3 separate regions of the Pan troglodytes genome follow, and regions 1 and 3 are each linked to region 2. Evidence: chromatin contacts called from public HiChIP or PLAC-seq data. All regions are on one chromosome and are shown on one strand. The core of a region is the stretch at or near the end of the contact, and the rest is flanking DNA. Distances in the headings are between cores, read along the strand shown. Region 1 holds the start of UQCC2 (ubiquinol-cytochrome c reductase complex assembly factor 2). Region 2 holds the start of GRM4 (glutamate metabotropic receptor 4). Region 3 holds the start of LEMD2 (LEM domain nuclear envelope protein 2).

Evidence for each region. HiChIP or PLAC-seq counts read pairs in DNA pulled down with a chosen protein or histone mark.
Region 1: a contact with region 2 is called in an H3K4me3 HiChIP or PLAC-seq map of stem cell-derived excitatory neurons, with 11 times the contacts expected there. The contact joins the promoter of UQCC2 here to the promoter of GRM4 in region 2.
Region 3: a contact with region 2 is called in an H3K4me3 HiChIP or PLAC-seq map of stem cell-derived excitatory neurons, with 4 times the contacts expected there. The contact joins the promoter of LEMD2 here to the promoter of GRM4 in region 2. A contact is called at or near these places in 1 of 7 Hi-C or Micro-C datasets (stem cell-derived neural progenitor cells) and 1 of 1 datasets of contacts at active chromatin or transcription factors (stem cell-derived excitatory neurons).

The regions. Positions count from the first base shown.
Region 1 is chr5:39,590,764-39,593,463 of NHGRI_mPanTro3-v2.0_pri, forward strand. UQCC2 (ubiquinol-cytochrome c reductase complex assembly factor 2) reads right to left here and starts at 1,385. Exons shown (of 4, transcript XM_003950803.5): 1 at 1,188-1,385. The coding sequence starts at 1,325. LOC134810292 (a long non-coding RNA gene) reads right to left here and starts at 1,045. Exons shown (of 3, transcript XR_010157980.1): 1 at 676-1,045; 2 at 336-492.
Region 2 is chr5:40,021,019-40,023,718 of NHGRI_mPanTro3-v2.0_pri, forward strand. It overlaps GRM4 (glutamate metabotropic receptor 4), which reads right to left and starts at 1,362. Exons shown (of 11, transcript XM_063812902.1): 1 at 1,281-1,362.
Region 3 is chr5:39,668,161-39,670,860 of NHGRI_mPanTro3-v2.0_pri, forward strand. LEMD2 (LEM domain nuclear envelope protein 2) reads right to left here and starts at 1,400. Exons shown (of 9, transcript XM_001171510.7): 1 at 609-1,400. The coding sequence starts at 1,344.

The DNA of each region.
Region 1 (2,700 bases), core at 135-2,634, 430 kb before region 2:
GCCTTACAATGAGGTCTAAAGCTAATCAGAGCAGATAATATCCTACTGTGCCTGGCTCCCGACCTTCACCTTAGCAAACTCCACCTTACTTACTACCCTGCAGCCATTCTGGCTTGCTTTCTGTCCTCAAACATGTCAATCTGCCTCCTGCCTCTGGACATGTGCAGTGTCTGGAATGTCCTTCCCGCCAAGTGTACACGGCTGGCTCATCCTCTTGCCTTAGGTCTCACCTATGTGTCATCTCCTCAGAAAGGCCCGACTAATAACATTACCCTTTTATCACGCTACCCTATTTTCTATGGATCACAGTACTTATCTGTCTTACGTACACCTACCTGCTTATTGTGTCCTGAACTACAATGTAAAACTTCATGCGGGCAGGACTTCACCTGTTTAACACTGCTGTTTCCCTAGCACCGTTCCAGGCATATGGTAGGTGCTCAATAAATACGAGCTATATGAATGAATGAATCCCAGAGCTGCAGCGCCAACCTGGAGGAGAGCAAGAACATAGGCCTACTATTCACACACAGCTGCGTGAGCTGAGGACCCAAACCTGCTGCACAGGCTTACAGGGGCTCAGGAAGAACGCAAACGCTTAGCGGGGACCTGCAGAGTTAACTGGGGATTAGCTCAGTCAATACACAACACTGCGAAATAATGAGGTAATGGTACCGTGACACGGAAGCAAAAAGCTGAGGCTGTCACCAGCTGCCACTGGTGGTGTGGGTCTCAACTCTCTCTGCACCTTGAATCACCTGGAGCGCTTTTAAAACTCTGAGGTCAAGACCCCACCCCTAGAGATTCTGCATTTGAAGTTTTTGTTTGTTTTTTGATTTGTAGAGACGGAGTCCCACTATGTTGCCCAGGAGGTCATCCTGGGCTCAAGCGATCCTCCCGCCTCGGCCTCTCAGAGTGCTGGGATTATAGGTGTGAACCGCCGCACCCGGCCCATCTGGAGTTTTAAAAAAGCTTCTTCGGCAATTCCAAGGTGCAGCCGGGGGGGAGGGCTGAATACAACGGGCGTCGCTATCAGTAGCTCCCTGGGGGGAAAAGGGGGTCCGCGCTCACGTGCTGCCTGGAAAGAGGGCGCGCGCATGCGCAGATCCCCCTGCTAGCGCGCTCGTTGGCCCCGCCCCTGCCTCGTCCTTTCCTCCCCTCGTCCCAGCCGCCTCCCCGCCGGTCACCTGGGTATTCTCTCCCTCCCGAAAGGCCTGTGCTACCCGCTGTCGCAGGTAAGCGCCCAAGTCCCGGCCCCGTTTGGTCTCGTCCACTGGCCATTCCTCACAGAGCTTAAGAAAACGCCGGTACCGGCTGGCCGCCATCTTGGGCCCCGCGTGTTCCCGCCTTAGGGGGAGGAGTCGGCGCCGACGGATGGCGCTTGCGCACTAAGTCTCGCCGCCTGCCTTAGGAGTGGGGCGGGAGGCCGGAGTGGGCATGCGCGACTTTGTAGGCGCCCCGCTACTCTCCGTGTGGGGGCGCTGCTCGCCTTTCTCTGCAAGCCGAGCTACTTCAGTCTTCGTCCTCCTGGAACCGGCCCAGCTCCCAGGGGCAAGGCGGACGTGGAGTACCCCAGAGACAGCTTTGCGTCTCTTTTTCAATGACTGCACAAGCTTGAGACTAAAAAACCCTCCCCCGAGGCCTCCGCTGTTTTGCATAAACCAATACATTTGCATGTAAATACAGGTTACTGGATGAAGATATGTTTGAACGTTGTTCATGGGTGCCCCTGTACCTGTCACTATCCCTTGGTACTCTGCCTCAATTCCTTCTTTAGTGCTTCCTAGTTCTTGTTCTTCTCTGCCCAGTCCCTGTTAGTATCCCTTCTGTTCCCCGCTTCCTACCCCTCATAAGCCAGACATTTTTCTCTGGGAGGCCCAGGTTTTCTAGCATGAGCAATGCCAACTGGGTTGATTCAGCCTAGAAAAACTTTTTTTTTCTTTACCATTTATTATTTTGTATTGTGGTAAAATACACATAACAAAATTTACCATCTTAACCATGTTTTTTAGACAAGGTCTTGCTATGTGGCCCATGCTGGTCTCAAACTCCTGGGCTCAAGTGATCCTCCCACCTTGGCCTCCCAAAGTGCTGGGATTACGGGTGTGAGCCACCACACCTGGCCTTAACCTTTTATTTATTTATTTATTTTGAGATGGAGTCTTGCTCTGTGGCTCTGTCGCCCAGGCTGGTGTTCAGTGAATGGCGCAACCTCCGCCTCCCAGGTTCAAGTGATTCTCCTGCCTCAGCCTCCTGAGTAGCTGGGACCACAGGCGCCCGCCATCATGCCTGGCTATGTTTTGTCTTTTTAGTAGGGACAGGGTTTTACCATGTTGGCCAGGCTGATCTCGAACTCCTGACCTCAGGCGATCCACCTGCCTCGGCCTCCCAAAGTGCTGGGATTACAGGCGTGAGCCACGGTGCCCAGCCAGCCATTTTTAAGTGTACAGTTCATGGGTATGAAATAGCACTGAATAATGTTGTGCAGCCATCGCACCATCTCCGTAACTCTTGTAAAACTGAAACTCCATACTCATTAAACAATAAATCCCCATTCCCCCCTCTCCCCCCAGCCCCTGGCAACGACCATTCTATTTTGTCTGTATGATTTTGACTACTCTAGGTACCTCATGTAAGTGGAATCCTGCAGTATTTTTGCAACTGGCTTATTTTGCTTAGCATAATATTTTCACTTCAAGG
Region 2 (2,700 bases), core at 112-2,611:
GTCATTATGCACTGCGTTCCCCAATTTATTTAATATACGTGTGTACACATATATTGATGCCTCACTGCTGCCACGAGATTGCTAAATGGTGAGGTTAATAATAAAACATTTCGACAGGAGTCATCAGCTTTAATTTAAGGGGTGATTTTTACTATCCTTGTGGTGCTCGTTTTTCCAAGGAGCCAAGAGAAACATGGACAGACTGGAACAGTCTCTCGGGCCTGCAGTCGAGGGGCGGGGGTGGGCAGGGCCGCGGGGTGGGCTGGCTGCTAGCTAGCAGGCTTCATCTCTTCTAAGCAAGTTCCATTGACATGCCTCCCTTCCAGGAGCAGGCTCAGGCAAGGCAAGCCAGGTGGAGGGGAGAAGTGGGAAACCAAGGCGGAAGCCCCCAGGGCAGGCAGGGAGAAGGAATTAGTTGTGAAGGAGGAACTACCAGCCTCAGGTTCATCTGGGAGGCAGCAGGGAGAGGGAGGCCAGAGACAGTACACAGAGAGAGGAGAGACATAGACAGCTCGCAGGACCAAGAAAAAGCAGCCTGCACTCTACAGGGACCAAAGGCAGCAAAACCCTCTAACTTAATTTTTTATAGTCCCCTGCTAACTACAGCAGAGGTGACACTTAAGAAAATGAGCCCTCTCCGTTCTTTCCAGGAGCCATCAGTCTGAGTGGGAGTGACAGAGAGCTGGTGTCCACTGCTCCAGGCCCATGCCCACCAGTGCAAGCCCCTTAGGCCCGCCAAGACAGCCAGCAGCTCTTCTGCAGCCCCAGTGAGTGGGGCCAGAGCTCCAATGCCAGCTCCCCACATGCCTTCTTCAGGAGGCAAAGGCGGCCGCCACTCTGCAGAAATGAGATAACCTGCCAGCCAACAGCCGGCAGGCCCAGCTGTCCAGGCTGCCAGTGCGGCCTGCCCACTGAAAAGTTGGGTTCTAGACCGAGCAGAGGAGGACAGTGGGGTGGGCAGATATCTTGGGGTGGGTGGTAATTAGAGGCTGCCGGCTCCACACTTGTCTAGGAGAGAGGACACGTCTATCGGCTGTAATTATTCAGCTCAGGAGCCTGTGGGTTCTGCTCCCATCTTTTGCTGCCAGCTGTCCCCCGCAGCAGGGCGGGGATGGGTGTGGCCACACATCCTGGCGCTGGACTGTGGACCCCTCAGGAAGTGAGTGGGAGCTGCAGAGCCCTTCTAGGCCTGAACCCGGCCCCCTGACCCTTCTGGCTAGCACACTGCTCAGTTCCAGTTTCACTCACTCGATCGCTCGCTTGCTCGCTCTCTCACCTACCTCGGGCTGCCTGCCTGCCGCTGTGCAAGGCGCTCCCTCTCAGAGACGTCACGCCTCCAACGGAATGAAGCCGCCCAGACGCAGGTTGGGGGAGGAGGGAGGGGGGGGGAGGAGGAGCGGCCTACGCAAGGCCACTGAGGCCCAGAAAGCAGCTCAACTCCTGACATGCTCCCGCCTCCCCTCCGCCTGCTCAGGACCTGTGCTTGGTGACGAGCTACATGCTGCCCCCCCAACCAATATATCTCGCTCCTGAAAATGCCTGAGAATGCTTGAGTAGGGTAGAGCACTCCTTTGGGTTAAGCCTTGCCATCTTCCTCTCCCGTCTCTCTTAAATGCAGATGCCCCTGGAAAGGGTAGTCCCTGAAGTGGCTAAGGTGCGGGGTGCGGGGGGGATAACTTTTGAGGTATTTTTGTCCCTGACAGGTGTGAAGGTATTGGCAGGTAGGCAAAAGCTTATGTGTAAAAGGACAGAAGTTGGAGGAACATAAAGACAGTGGCCACCCAATTCACAAGCGGACATCACGCCCAGCCCAGTGCTGAGCAGAGGCTTGGAGGCACCATCCTCAAAGCCCCCCGCCCACCCCACCCCAAGGACAGGATCTGACTAAGGGCTGGTGAAGCCCTCCAGGAAGTGAGAGAGGGGACAAGGCTCCAACCTCCACGCTCCACCGCAGCCAGGCCCATTTCGAGAGCCGGTTCACCAGTCCCCAGGGCCTGCCAAGAAGAGGTGATGAGGCCCCTGCGCTATGGGTGATCACACCCCAGAGTACCCAGAGGCCTCTGCGGAAGTTCTGCCACCTCCGAAAAGGCTCCTGCTAGTCCTCCCTTCTTCATGAAAGCTTCCCCCTACCTTAGGCCGGAAGGCCCTGAGGCCCTTCTGGGCTCTGAGTTGCTGAGCATGCAGAACCAGAGCCTGAGGCTCAGCATCCCATTGGGATCCGGGGGAAAGTGGGGCTAGCCCAGGACGCATCCCGGGAGTGTGGGAAGATGGGTATGAGAGCATTCTTCACGTCCACCATTGGCTGGCCCGGGGGCGGGAGGCTGAGCGCTGCAGAATGGCAGGGTGTGGGATGGGGTGCTCCGTATGGAGACCCTGGGAGCACTGGTCTCCCCGCCTGCCCTAGGCCCCCACTCACCCCAGAACGGACAAGGCGAGGGACTATGATGGGAACATACATGCCGCTCCCTCCCTGTCACTTCGGGCTTTCTGCCAGATTGACACAGGGGCAGCCACCGCTCTGAGAGACACGTGGCTTCGGGCACCCAGCTAGGCAAGCCCAGCTCAGTCGGTGTCCGGAAAGGCCGCGTTCTCCCGCGCCAGGGGCCGGCAATGGTGCGGAGAGGAGAGAAAGAAGCAAGGCGCCTCCTCCGACAGGGACTGAAAGTCTGAGGGCGGGATGTCACTCAGGGCCTAGGGGCA
Region 3 (2,700 bases), core at 150-2,649, 350 kb before region 2:
CTCTTAACACACTCCATGAGGGTGCTACAAGCAATGATAAGGGCCTCCAGTTGCGATCAGTTTAACCTGTCTGGCAAGCAAGGCTGGTAGATTCTCCTGTTGACAAAGCGGCGGCCCTGTGATTCAAAGAAGTGGAGAGTGGACTTTTTGGTGCTACAAATCTGGGACCCCCAACCAGATCCTATCTGTGGGCCACTGAAATCTGGAATGCCTTCAAACAGGCACTAAATGTGTAAGCCAGAGGTCAAAAGGGAAGAACCCAAACGGATGGGGTGAATCTGTTAGAGGAGGGTGTGGCTTCCTCTCCAGGGAGAAAACCAGAGGTTGGAGGAGCAGTGACTACAGCTTGTGATTGAAAGGGAGACGTTAGAAGGGAGGGCTGGGGCAGAAAAGGAGAACAGGAGAAAGTGAAGGCAGAAATTATTGCAGATGCAGGAGCCTTGGCCCTCTCTTCCCACAGCTGGAAGAAGGCGGGCCTGGAAATGAGAAGACGGTCAGAGGCAGCTGACAAGGCCGGAAGTGCGCGGCCTGGCGCCGACAGGAACGGGGGATCCTCCGGCGGACACACGCGCGCCCAGGGCCCTCCCCTGCGCCGGCCCAGGACGTACTGTTGTCCTCCGCCTCCTGCGGCGCTGAGGGCTTGCCCATCTTCACCCAAAGGATGCCCAGGAAGACGAGCAGTAGCCCTAGGCTGGCCCAGAGCAGAAGCCGAGAGAGCCAGCGCTCCAGCCGGCGCCCCACCTCAGGTCGGGCCCGCGCCGCGCCAGCAGGGCCCGCTCGAGTCGCCCGCAGGCCCGGGCGCGGGTCGGGACCGAGGAGGGAGGAAGGCAGCCGCGCCGGGGCGGGAGACGCTGCCCACCAGCGGCGGGCCGCGAGACCCGGGCCCTGCGTGGCCCTGTCGGGCGTCCGGGCGTCCTCGTCCTCCTCGGAGCTGCCCCGGACCGAGGCGCGGCGCCTGAGTTGCGCCGGGCGGGCAGGATAGGCGAGGCCGCGGCTCCCTACCCAGGAAGCCGCGGAGGGCCGGATATCACCGTAGGCCCCAGGGGTCGCATAGGCCGAGCCCGAGGTCGGCTGGGAGAGCCAGGGCTCCGCCCGCGGAGAGGCCGCGGCGGGCCGGGCGCGCAGCGGCGCATCCTCGCGTAGCCGGGCCTCTTCCCGTAACCGCTCCTCGCCCCGCGGCCGGGCCTCCTCCCGCAGCCGCTCCTCGTCGCGCAGCCGGGCCTCGCCCCGCAGGCGGCGCAGCTTGTTGCGGTAGACATCCCGGGTGGTGTCGGTGATGGGTCCTGGCTGGAAGCCCAGGGCCTGCAGCTCCCGCCGCAGTTCCAGGTCCGACAGGCCGGCCATGGCCAGGACGCCGCCCCCCGCCCGCCCCTGGCGCGCACCGCACCCGGAACTGCTCCCTCCCGCAGGCGCGGCGGAGCGGGCGGGGCCACGCGCCATGATGGGAAGGTCGGTCGCCATGTTGGGAAGGTCTGCACTTGGCCTTTGGTCGGCCATGATGAGGCGGTCTGACGTGGCTCTTAGAGCCGCCATGGTGGGAAGGTCCAAGGGGGATTAAATTTTTTGTTTTGTTTTGTTTTGTTTTTCTCTCTCTCTCCGCTCTCCCACTTCCCTTTGTTTGTTAGATCAAGCAGTATTAATCTCTGAGTCCTCCAACCCTAGCTCTGCCTCTGGCAGGTGGTAAGCGTTCAGTAAAGTCAGCGTTGATTTAATAGATGAATTGGTTAATGGTGAACGAAGCCACTGCCACGAATGGAGAGACAGGATGATTTGCCTCTCTGGGCTTGGAGACTGATGTGTGATCCGGTTTTATTTGGGCCTTAGAGTACACTCCAGGCATGCTCCAAGACCCTGTCCCGACTTCGGGCTTGTTAACTGGGCAACACTGAGCACCAAGTAGGTGCGATCCCTGCCTTAGGACAGACACTGGCCCCCAAGGAGCGCCAGCCTGGAGGAGACGCAGCATCCATGGTGGAGGCAGAGGAGCAAAATGCCCTTGGGTTCCAGTGGGCAGTTGAGGCTTCTCTGCGGAGGGCCTGTGTCTGCGTAATGGGATTTTTACAAGGAGACATGGGAGAGAGAAGACTCCAGAGATACACGGTCTTGCAGCCTCACTGGTGGTTTAGGTTGTGGGCTTTGGAGCCAGACAGTTCGATTTCAAATCCCTACTCACAACTATTAGATGTGTGATCATATTCAATTAACATTGTTAGCCTATTTGCCAGTAAACCTCAATAGAATTGCTGTGAGGATTAGAAGAGGTAGTTTGGCTAAGGTGCTTGGGACAGTGCCTGGCACACGTTCATGCGTGTTTATACTTAACCCACATCTTTGCAGTGTCAGTGCTGTGTAGAGCCTCCCACAGGGCAGGTGATTTGGTTACATGAAGGCTCTTAGCAGGAAACCCCTAAGGGAAGCAAGGGAATGTGGCAACTGGAAATAGAACCAGTTTATAATCTTCCTTCCACATCCCTCAACTCCCATTCCCAAACATTTATTGCCGGCCCAATAGGTTCCATCCATTTCTACCCCTGCCATTCCATTCTCCCCTTCCCCCCAGGCCCCTCCTCCCTGGAACTGCCCCGTATCTGTCCCAGCAGCCCCCTTGCCCATTCCCCACTTTATTCCCTTCCCTCCCTGACACCCTGGGCAATGCTATGCTCCTCTGTCTGGGTTTTGCATTCCTGCCACTTGCTCCAC